2 separate regions of the Sus scrofa genome follow, and region 1 is linked to region 2. A link is a contact called in public HiChIP or PLAC-seq data. All regions are on one chromosome and are shown on one strand. The core of a region is the stretch at or near the end of the contact, and the rest is flanking DNA. Distances in the headings are between cores, read along the strand shown.

Evidence for each region. HiChIP or PLAC-seq counts read pairs in DNA pulled down with a chosen protein or histone mark.
Region 1: a contact with region 2 is called in an H3K27ac HiChIP or PLAC-seq map of alveolar macrophages. The contact joins two enhancer-like sites. A contact is called at or near these places in 2 of 2 datasets of contacts at active chromatin or transcription factors (alveolar macrophages and skeletal muscle).

The regions. Positions count from the first base shown.
Region 1 is chr13:132,146,409-132,151,992 of Sscrofa11.1, reverse strand. It overlaps XXYLT1 (xyloside xylosyltransferase 1), which reads left to right. Exons shown (of 4, transcript XM_021070076.1): 3 at 3,332-3,464. Among named protein-coding and RNA genes, the nearest start is that of XXYLT1, 120 kb to the left of the region's middle. Within about 2 kb of position 1,607, at least 6 of the 83 cell types and tissues checked have an H3K27ac peak or open chromatin away from gene starts, as enhancers often do. A contact at or near this core is called in alveolar macrophages, where this site is marked.
Region 2 is chr13:131,836,041-131,841,462 of Sscrofa11.1, reverse strand. No RefSeq gene overlaps it. Among named protein-coding and RNA genes, the nearest start is that of FAM43A, 180 kb to the right of the region's middle. Within about 2 kb of position 1,777, at least 5 of the 83 cell types and tissues checked have an H3K27ac peak or open chromatin away from gene starts, as enhancers often do. A contact at or near this core is called in alveolar macrophages, where this site is marked.

The DNA.
Region 1 (5,584 bases), core at 358-2,857, 310 kb before region 2:
TCAGATTTAGTCCCTGTCCCAGGAAACTTCCCTATGCCATGGGTATGACCATAAAAAAAAAAAAAAAAAAAAGTAATGGCCTAGCTATGGCAACCACTATTCTGGCAATGGAGGCCTTCACTGTTAGAATTGACATCCTCTTTGAGGCAGAGACACATACAGCGAGTGCTCACCCTGCGTGGTCCTGATAGGCATGAATTTCGGTTAGACAGTTTAGCTCAATACCATCAGTCCCCGCAACACATGGTTCAAATTTAAGTTACCACCATTTACTGTGCACAGTTGCATAAAGTACACACTCTGCTGCTAGCTCTACTTCAGTCCACAAATCATCTTGTAACAGACTAAGCCTCTCTTCATCTGAACATGGGATGACTCCACTTTACTTGTTGGGCGGTGAAGAGAAATAAACTCTTGCCTGTGTCATAATAGTGGACACATAAGAACCACTCGGAGAAAGGATGCTTCCATGTGGCCATCGCAGATGTTATTGGAAGTACTCCCAGGGCCTGGAAGATGAGAGCTCCCCCTCTTTCATAACCCTGACGATGCCACGAAACCACCACTGTACATCCTTGAGGCCTCCCATCTCAGGCCAAACACCCTTGTGCTCGCCCCCTGCATCCCCAAGATGATGTGGTTTCTCTGCTTGGGATGGTGGTGCCATCCTGTCCCTGCTTACGAGGGCTCCGCTCTGCCTCATGTCAGAGCTGCCTGAGGCCCTGGGTGTGGTGCTCGGGACACCAGAGATGGACCAATAGAAAGAAGGGAAATGACTGCAGGTGGTTTAGTGTGTGTGGTGGGGCCGCCTCATCATGACTGGTAATGACTGCAACTAATCAGAGCTGTAGCCATTGGCCTACGCCAGAGCCACAGCAATGCGGGATCTGAGCTGCATCTGTGACCTACACCACAGCTCACGGCAACACCGGATCCTTAACCTGCTGAGCGAGGCCAGGGATCAAACCCACAGCCTCATGGTTCCTAGTTGGGTTCATTAACCACTGCGCCACGACGGGAACTCCCATCATGACTTGTAATGACTGCAACCTGTGCCTGGACATTGTCTCCTGGGACACAGTGTCTGTCTGTCTTTAAGGTCACCATCAGGTTCCTTCCCTCTATTCCCAGGGCCACCTCTTGGGAGCAGCAGATGCCCTGAGACTCTGCCCTGTGCCCTGTCTCTCTTCTCCTTCCTGGTTTAGGGCAGCTTTCTGAGAGACAGCCAGGTCACCACGAGGGCTCCCCGACCTCCAGGCTCTCAGGTTATCACCCTTCCTCCTTTCTCGGTGGTTGTGATTGTTGTCTTCCGTGCAGAAGGGAAAGCAGCAATTTTGCTCACATTTATGTGTGGGGTGGGCAATGTGAAGGCTGGCAGCTGGGGCCCCGCTGGCCTGGGCACCCATTCTCCTCCACTCCTCTTCCCACAGGGACCCCGGAAGCCACCTGCTTCCCTCTCACTTGCCTCTGGCCTGGGCAGCTGGATTCTCGCTTACTGGCACTTATTTATTTACTTATTTTTTGCAGAAAACTGATATAGGATGTCAGCTAATGATTTGTTTCTGTGTCACCAAGGAAAACAGAACAGGAACAAATGAGTCAGTTTTTCTTGAATCATAAGCTGTGATTTCTTCATAAACGAATCTAGAGAAAGGTTGTAGAATTCCACAGATGTTCCTGAGTGTTTACTGAATGCCAGGCCCCGCACTATGAGTGGATGGAGGCCAAGATGCCAGAGATGGGGTCCCTGGCTTCAGGGGGCTTCTGTGGGCAGCTGGTCCTGACAGCATTGTGCTCTGTGTGCTGGGTCCACATGAAATGCTGGTGGGGAGCCGAGGGGGGAGCCCAGCCTTCTGGGTGGATGACATGGTATTTCACTGCTCCTTGCCTGCCCCAGTCCCCCTCTTTGTTAAGTCTTCCTTGACTGCCTCAAATTCTAGTGAGTCCCCTACTCTCCAGACCCTGGGTTCCTGTGGTGCCCATAGCTCAGATGAATAAGATGTTCCCACTTGTCATCTAGGATCACAGGCTCACCAGGCACAAGTCTCAGCCGCACATTTTTTTTTTTTTTTTTTTTTTTTTGCTTTTTTAGGGCTGCACCCATGGCATATGAAAGTTCCCAGGCTAGGGGTCCAATCGGAGCTATAGCTGCCGGCCTACACCACAGCCACAGCAATGCCAGATCCGAGCCGTGTCTGTGACCTACACCACAGTTCATGGCAATGCCAGATCCTTAGCCCACTGAGTGAGCCTAGGGATCGAACCTGCAATCTCATCGTTTCTAGTTGGATTCATTTCTGCTGCGCCACGACCAGAACTGCCTCAGCTACACTTTAACAAATGAAACAACTGAGGTTTAGAGAAGGAAGCAATTTCCCTCGAGTCACAGAATCAGTCAGCAGCAAAATCGGAATCTGTACCACATGCTCTGATGCCCAGGCCAGGGCTTCTCTGAGTACCGAGTACTTACCCTCCTTCACCACTGAGCCCCGAGCCGCCCCTCTTCCGCTTCACATCAGCTCTGGGTGCCCCGCTGTTTCTAGTCGCCTGTGTGTTTCTCCCTGAGGGCAGGGCCCCATCCTCCTGTTGTTGGGTCCCCTGATGGCACTGCCAGCCCAGGAGCTCAGACAGGCTGGTTGGGTGAAGAATGGAGAACCAACTCAACATTCTCTCCTCCCTTCTCACCCCTGACTCATCTGGAGGCAGAGGAAGCAAACAACTCTTCGGAGCCGGTAACTGTGAGACTCAGTCTGCCTAATTATAGCTCAGTTAGTCTTTCAGACAGTGGATTAAATATACCTAACAGCATCTGAGGTCTCTTAGCTGGATCTCTCTGGGTCAGCATCCCAGCTCCACGTATATCTAGGTTTGCAGAAATATTAACAAGAACCTGAAGTGACAGCAGTTTTTACTCCCCTTCTCTGTGGGTCATTTACTACCTGCCTCCCCCAACACCTGTATGCTTTGAATTTTAAGTATGGTGTGCAGGTACCGTATCATCTAAATCAGATACTTTTGAGAAGAAATGGTGCTCTCCTGACAAGGACAGTGGCCTAAACTGGGCGACCTGGTTGCCTAGCTTTATAGAAAACACGTGTCTGCATTTGGAAGTAAAGCTACCGGGCCAGTGTTTTCCACGAAGGCTTTTTGTGAATGGGAGGGAGGTTGCTGGTCGATGAAGGGCCTTTGTTTCCAGCAGTGTCTCTGCATTATTTGGTGCCAGCAAGCATAATCTAGAACGCTTTTCTGCACCCTCCTCCTTATCTTCTATCATTGACTGAGCCTCTGAGGATGTGTGTCTATGTCATTGTTGTCCTTTTCTTTCCTCCAGAGATCCTGCGGATAATTCAGCTGGACCTAGACCTAAAGTACAAGACCAACATCCGGGAATTGTTTGAGGAGTTTGACAACTTCCTGCCAGGTGCTGTCATTGGCATAGCAAGGGAGATGCAGCCCGTGTACAGGTATGTGGCAGCAGCTGGCGGGCAGCCTCAGGACACTGCTCCCCCCAGCCACCTCTCCTTCATCCCTGGTTAACTGGGATTGGGAGTCTGCAGTCTTGCCCTGAATATCTCAGGGCCACATTTGTGCTTACTGCTTACGGCTACTAGTATGGGAAGTGGGCTTGCACCAAAATGGTCCATGTTACCTCATTCATGTCGGGGAGTTTGTGACATTTTTTTCTTGTGGAAAGGCCAGCCATTTGGGTTGTTGGTTCTGGATCAACTCAGGATTTTAAAATCTGGGGCTTTGCCTTAACAGAAGAGGTATGAAGATATAGCTTTAACTTGGGAGCTCCTGTCTTGGCTCAGTGGAAGCGAATCCAACTAGTATCCATGAGGACGTGGGTTCAATCCCTGGCTCCCCTCAGTGGGTTAAGGATCCAGCACTGCTGTGAGCTGTGGTGTAGGTCACAGATGCGGCTTGGATCCTGCATTGCTGTGGCTGTGGTGTACGCCAGCGGCTGTACTTCCGATTGGACTCCTAGCCTGGGAACCATCATATGCCACAAGTGTGGCCCTAAAAAAAAAAAAAAAAAGATATAGCTTTAACTTGCCAGTCTGGTGATGAATGAGGTTTCCTTGGCCTCTAAGTCACCAGTAATGCACAGACACTGCTGGAAACAAAGGTCCTCCCTGTATAAGCGGAGGGGATTTGTCAACATCTCCCAGGGAGGGTCCCAGGGAGGGGGAGACAGCACAGCCTCCAGACACAGACTGGCATCGCCTAGTGAAGAGTGTGTTCTCTTGTGAAGCAGTGTTTCCTTGTCAGGTGTGCAGTGCAGAGAAATGGCAGCCCCTGAGAATTAAGAGCACCATTCGGGAAGGTTCGTTGCGGTCTTGTTTGTAGCAGCCAGGGCTGAAAACAACGTAAATGCTCAGAGAGCAGAATGGGTAAATAAAATATATTTATCCAATTCAGGCCGATATTAAGGTAAAAACGAGCAGACGGCAGCTCTGTGCACTGATAGGCAGAACGAAACTGTACACTTTAGGGACATATACACAAGTGGTAAACATTATAAGGAAAAGCAAGGAAATGATGATTCCCAAAAGCCAGCATGACAGTTACCTGTGGAGCTGGTGGAGGAGTGGTGGGGAGGCGGACGTGGGTGGGGGTTGCCTCCGGGGGCTGCAGTGCTTTCATGCTCGCCTTGAGGTGCTGTACATATATTTGCATGTACTACTTTATGTGTAATATTTGTCTCATATTTTTTATTTTTTTGTCTTTTTGCCATTTCTTGGGCCGCTCCTGCGGCATATGGAGGTTCCCAGGCTAGGGGTCCAATTGGAGCTGTAGCCGCCAGCCTACTCCACAGCCACAGCCACGCGGGATCTGAGCCACGTCTGTGACCTACACCACAGCTCACAGCAACGCCGGATCCTTAACCCACTGAGCAGGGCCAGGGACCGAACCCTCAACCTCATGGTTCCTAGTCGGATTCGTTAACCACTGAGACACGACAGGAACTCCTCTTATATTTTTTAACAATTAGAAAAGGAAAGGAAAAGAGAAGCACCTATGGGTCTTTGCTAAAAACGAGGCCCATGGTGCTGGGTGCAGAGTCCCACGTTGCTGGCTCTTCCTCCTCTAGGCAGAGCTGTGGCTCACCCAGGGCCTGGAGCTGGGATTTCCCTCCCCGCCGGGGCCTGCTGCACTGGATTCTCATTGCGGCCCTTCATGCTGGCTCCCGGTGCTGGGAGCCGGGCCCACTCTTTAAAAGCTGCAGGGCACAGGCAGCTGGTGATTCCAGAACATGATTTCCTCTAAGATCAAGGAGAGTGACAGCCTCAGCTTGGTTGTAGATCCCGTAACAGGAAATTCCTGCAAGGCGCCTGAATGAGCTGATAACTCCTGGGCCTGGTGAGCTGTTCTCCCTCCGTAAGCCTCTCACAGGATGGAGCATCACAAAGTGGAGCCCTTGACTCTGCTGTGGGTGGGGAAGGGGGAGACTTTGGGTACACACCTGCCCTTGTAGTCAGAGCAGCCTTCCCACCTCATCCCCCACTCTCATACAAGGCGAATCTTACGTCTGAGGCTCTAGATGTGACACGAGGAGGAGATGGGAGGAGCAATGAACTGG
Region 2 (5,422 bases), core at 528-3,027:
GTAGTGTCACAAGTGTCTAATCATAGGAATGCTTTGGCTTGGACCTGACCAGGCTGATCTTGTTGTTTGACCCAGGTTCCAGCCCCTCTTGGTCCTGCCTGTTTTCTGAAACCGGTTCTCCAGACTTCCCATTGATTTGGAGAGCTCTAATAAACATAATTTAATATTTTGTTTCTTCTTAGAGATCTGGAATCAGTTTCTGTTGTTGGCAACTAAGTCCTGGCTGGTACCCTCTCTGTTTCCCAGTTCTCCAAATCAGGAAGCTGGAAATCCTTTTTTGACTGTCCCTTTATGGTTCACACACCACTGGTCACAGATCCACTTTTCCTGCCCTTCTATGACCCCACAGTCATCCTTAACCAGGCCTTCATTACATTCGCCTACCTGCTGCCCCTGGGTTGATGGCTTCTCTGGCCTCCGGGCTCTTCTTAACCGTAAGCACCCACTTTCGATTAAACCTCAGAATCCAGGTTCAGGCTGCATCTTCCACCAGGGCTTTTGGCATAGGAGGAAAAAGAGACAGTTAGAGAAAAGAAAGGTGTTCAGCAACACTGAGTGGAGAGGGAGGAGAGAAAGCAGGTGCCACGAAACAGGTGTAACTTGGTTGTCCTTGTAATAGCACAGCCTGCCAGGGATCCTGAGATGAGACCAAATTTTCCCCCTCATTGGTACTTTACCCTGTTTTCTAAATGCACATCGGTGTAAAGTATTAATTACATTTTAAATGGACATAACTTAGATGCAGTTTTATCTTGCTTTTCTAGTAGCCAAGTTCCTTGAGGATACATTAATTGATTTTAAATCCAAATCAGCCCAATGCACTTGGACAGTTTGCTGGGTAATGGAAATTAGCAATGACTTCCGTAAAGGAAATGTGTAATGTCAACTCCTTTATTTTGGCACATTTGTATCACTGTGGATGAGGTAACCCTTATTATGGGTGGAGAAGGCCCAGAAGCACCAAGCTCTTTATTTATTCAGTAAATATATATTGAGCATCTTCTTTATGTAAAGGACTGTGTAAGGCACTGGGCATCCAATGGTAAATGAGAGACACTTGGTCCCCTAATGAAGCTTACATCTGAACAGCATTGATCCTAGAAAGCCTGTGGAGTTGGTCTGCAGAACCTTCTCCCTGGCATCCCCATCTAAGGTTGCCAAGTTGAGCAAATAAAAATACAGGACACCGAGTTAAATCTGAATTTCAGATAAATAATGAGTCATTTTTTAGTCTAAGTATTGTCCCCTAAAATACTTATGTTCAACTGAATTGAGCGTTTCTATTTTATTTGGCAATCTACCACCCTGACTCCCAAGCCAGCAAGTTGCCCTGTGCCCCCGTGAGCCCTGACACCTGCTCTGAAGCAGCACCTTCCCCAGTGTAAGAGTGCAGACTCAACCAGCTCTCTTCCAAAATAGACTCGTCACAAGGAGAATTCCAGCTGTGTCTGCTCTCAGCTAGCTGTCCCCAGGAAAGAATTCATTTCAGACATTTTGACAGCATTGACCCCAAGCAAGGAACAACATGTTCTAAGTAGGATACAGAAGTGAGTAATACACAGCCACCACCCTAAGGAACCTGAAGACTAGCAGGACAGGAGAGTAAGCTATTCATATAATTGTGACACAATGTGGAAGATGAACAATGACTCGGGTGTCAAGAGGAGGCAGGGAGGAAGAGATCATATTTCCTTTGCAGGGTAGGAGTCTTGAGGGCATCATGGAGGAGGTGGCCTTTACAGTGAACTAGACCAATGACAAACCCACCAAATCACTTGACAGCTTGGATATGGTCATTATAAACTCCTAGCAGTGCCCACAATCAGTCACAGTTGCCATCCCACATGATGTCTTTTCATCATCCTTGACCTCTGAGTATGCCTAATGCTACTGAGGGGGACCTTCTGGAAACGGCCTGCTAGGTGGAGCAGTCAGTACAGATTCAAGTCATGAGAAAGTGCCTGTGTGTTTAGAGAACTCTGAGAAGTCTCAGGTAGCCAAAGTCTAGGGCTCTGTGTAGGTGTGTGGCTGGAGAGTTCATCCCCAAGGTATGTCAAGGTCAGGGTTTGGAAGTCTAGGATCACAAGGAGCTGACAGTTCCCCTGGAAAGCTGGGTTTGGGCAGTGGGCATCTGCTCTTCCCCAAGAAGGGCCTCCCCACCCAAGAGCCTGCCTGAGCACAGTTCCTACTCCCAAGCAGCCAGTGGACACTGGCTGTGCGGAAGGAGGGAATGTCAATCACATTCTTGGTAAATATTTAGACACCTGAGGTTTTGAACAGATAACACTTCAGAGCCTGCTTTATGCTTGTATAGCATTTAATAAGGGAGAGGAAAAACTTCTCATTCATTGCTTCCTGGTTAATATGAGGGAGCTTTCTCCAGCCAGGCAAACATTTACAGCAGCAGTGGCTAAGCCCGGCCCTGATAATGGGCCAAAGGTGGCCAGAGAAGGAAGCCAAATGCTCCTAGTGCCTACTTGCAGAGGAAACAGCAAACACAATGACCCACAGGGTCTGTGGGCTCTCAGCATTGGAGGGATGCTTTGGTCTGTGATAGTGCCACAGGGATTAATTTACACACTCAACACATTGCATGTAGACTGTCCCAGTGCTAAGGTCTTGGGAGACTGAAATGCTGATGGCTGGTTAATGAATTTTCCCCCAGCAAGTCAGTCGGACAGGCTCTAGCTGCCCCCCACCCACCCCGCCCAACAGTTGGTTTATTACTGGGTCTGGGCTCCCTGGCCAGGGAGTGTTTTTGTGAAATTAAAGTGATGTTGCTAAGTGGGTACACATAACCACCTCCCTCTCCTCCTTCTGCTTGACAGCCCCTGCACTGAAGGAATAGTGCATGAGAGTGTGTTTGTGTTCCTCCAAAACTTAATTAAAGCTGCCAGCAGCATGGAGTCAGCCTGCACCCAGGGTTCAAGTGAGGCAGGGGCAGGCTCTGGGGCCCCCGCTGGGTCCACCACCCTGGTGGACCCCTGCCCTTCAGACCCCTTGGGACCAGGGAAGGAAAGCAGATGGTACTCTGCTGGGGCCACTGAGGTCAGAGCTGCAGGACCCCATCCTTGCCCCTCTGGCTTGTGCCTATTCCTCCCTATAGGGTGATCCAGCCCTCACATGCCCTTTTCTGAGCCTGCCTCCTGTTGCATCTTGACCTCCCTGGGTGTTTTCACTTTCCCCAGCCTCCATCTCGAGGTTTTGGAGACTGGACTCTAACTTGACTCTGTTTTCACCAAGCGTGGGGGACCCTGTTGGAAGGGCCCAGGTCGTGCTTCCCCTGGATGGGGCCCAATGTGGCGTCCTCCCCTTCCCTCTCCTCCCCCTCCCTCTCCCCCTCTCCTCCTCCCTCCACCAGGCAGGCTGAGCTAGAAACCACAGGAAGGGGCTGGGTTGCCTTTGGCTGCTGAGGCTGAAAGCTGGAGGTGGGGGACTCAGGAAACCCAGGCTTGATTCCAAAGTGAATTGGAAAGATCCCCAATGGCCAGGGGATACCTTAGATACATGAGGCTCTAAAAACCTCTGAGTGGCAAAGGACTTTTTTTAGTTTCCGTTAAACTTCAAAACTTCTGCTTTGAAGCACACTCCTACCGATGAGGAATAATACGTCTTTATATTAATTCTCGTAAATAGAATGCATGGTCAGGGGAGGAATCAAAAAACTGTAAAACAGGATAAAAGGCAAAGGAAAGGCCCCTTCATCAGCCCTGATCCCACATTCTCACTCCCCAGAGGTAAATTGTGAGCAGTTTCCTGGGGCAGTTAGGTTTCAAAGAAACACAATTCAGGATTGAAGCTGCAGACTCTGGGTGGTGTGTTTGGAATGCAAAGGAGGAGTGTGCGTGTGTACATGTGGGAGTGTGGGCGTATGTGTGTGTGCGTGTGTGCGCACAGGCCGTGGGTTACTAACACAGGCTCTGCTGTCAATAGCCTGGGTTCAGATTCCAGCTCCTCTGCTCCCAGCTGTGTGGCAGGTTGGGCCATTTGCTTCACTTTTTAGCACCTCGGTTTTATTATTTGTAACTTGTAAATCATGATAATATTCGTCCTACCCAGTTGTAGAGATTAGAGGATTTTTCAGCTCATGAAACGTCTATGAACCTGCAAAAGGCGCTATGAAAACTGCTCATCTGCGCCTCAGTCCCACCTCCTTCCTGAACCAACGATAATTCCAGTAAGTCCTCCAGCGTGTGTACCGCCGTAGAGTTTACAATCCAGGGCACAGACTTTCCCAGGATGCAGACACATGATCCCCAAAGAGATGAAGAAACCCGGGAGCAGCCACTTGGCTCAGGTCTAGAGCTGTATGTGCCAGATTTGGGCCCAAACCCCAAACAGCGTGGTTTTCGGCTGCTCCCATGGGGACCTCAGTGGCTGTCTGAGACGTGAGCACAGGAGCATGTGACGCTGGGCTGAGGAAGGGCTCCTTCCTGCAGATCCCCTGTCACCCCTCCAACTCCCTCCAGGAATCCGGCCTCGTGATTTTGATGTGACCACTGGGACAGCCATCAGGCCTCTTGTCCTGGGCTCAAGCCACAGGTCTCAGGGGCAGAAGCATCTTTGGTCAAGTGTCTGTCTTCTTCCCTCCCCTTCTCCTTGATGAGTGTTTATCATTTTAAGCAATTTAATCACTTATCGTCTGGTATCTTTACAAAGGTATTGCTTTTTTCCGTATCATGAAAGTGGTGCCTATGACGTATTGAAAGCATAAACAAGCAAACAGAAAGTGAGACTAAATATCACAGCAGAATTGTTTTCTGCCTTCAAGGAGTGTCTTCTCTGGCTCCCAACTTGCCCAGTGATGCCCACCAAAAGCAAGGACTCTTCAGCCAAGGATTTGTGTCAGCCCCTCTGAGCTTCAGCAACAAGCTGATATCGTATGAAACTTCCCGAGTCACAGGATCACTGATTACAATGATTTTGAGCTGCAAATTTCTGATGTAATTAGATGACACCATGATGTAATAATTTTTAAAGCTGCTGCTTTTTAAATTTCTTTTTACATTTTAATTTATTCTTTTATACATGTGCCTCTTACTTGAAAAATGAAGTTAAGAACTCCACCCCTCAGGTGGAATTTGACAAAGTGCTCGGAAAAATCAATTTGGTCCGCGGATGTGAAAGTGCCTCCCTGCCTCGGCTCTGACTCTTTGATATACTATCACTGGGTTGTTTGAGCAAGAAAATAAACTTGTTGTAGGGTTTCTACAAACTGTTATCTTGCGTCATGGAACTCAAAGACCAGTGGGGCAAGAGGAGCAGGTAACATGCGGTTACCATGGGGGACACTGAGTGTTATTATAAAGATGTTTACCAAGGGTGATGGGAGCACCAGGATGGGGCACTGCCTCTTCCTGCAGAGGAAAGAAGGCCTGGAGATGCTTTACCAGGGAGCTGGACATTGAGCAGGAACTTGAAT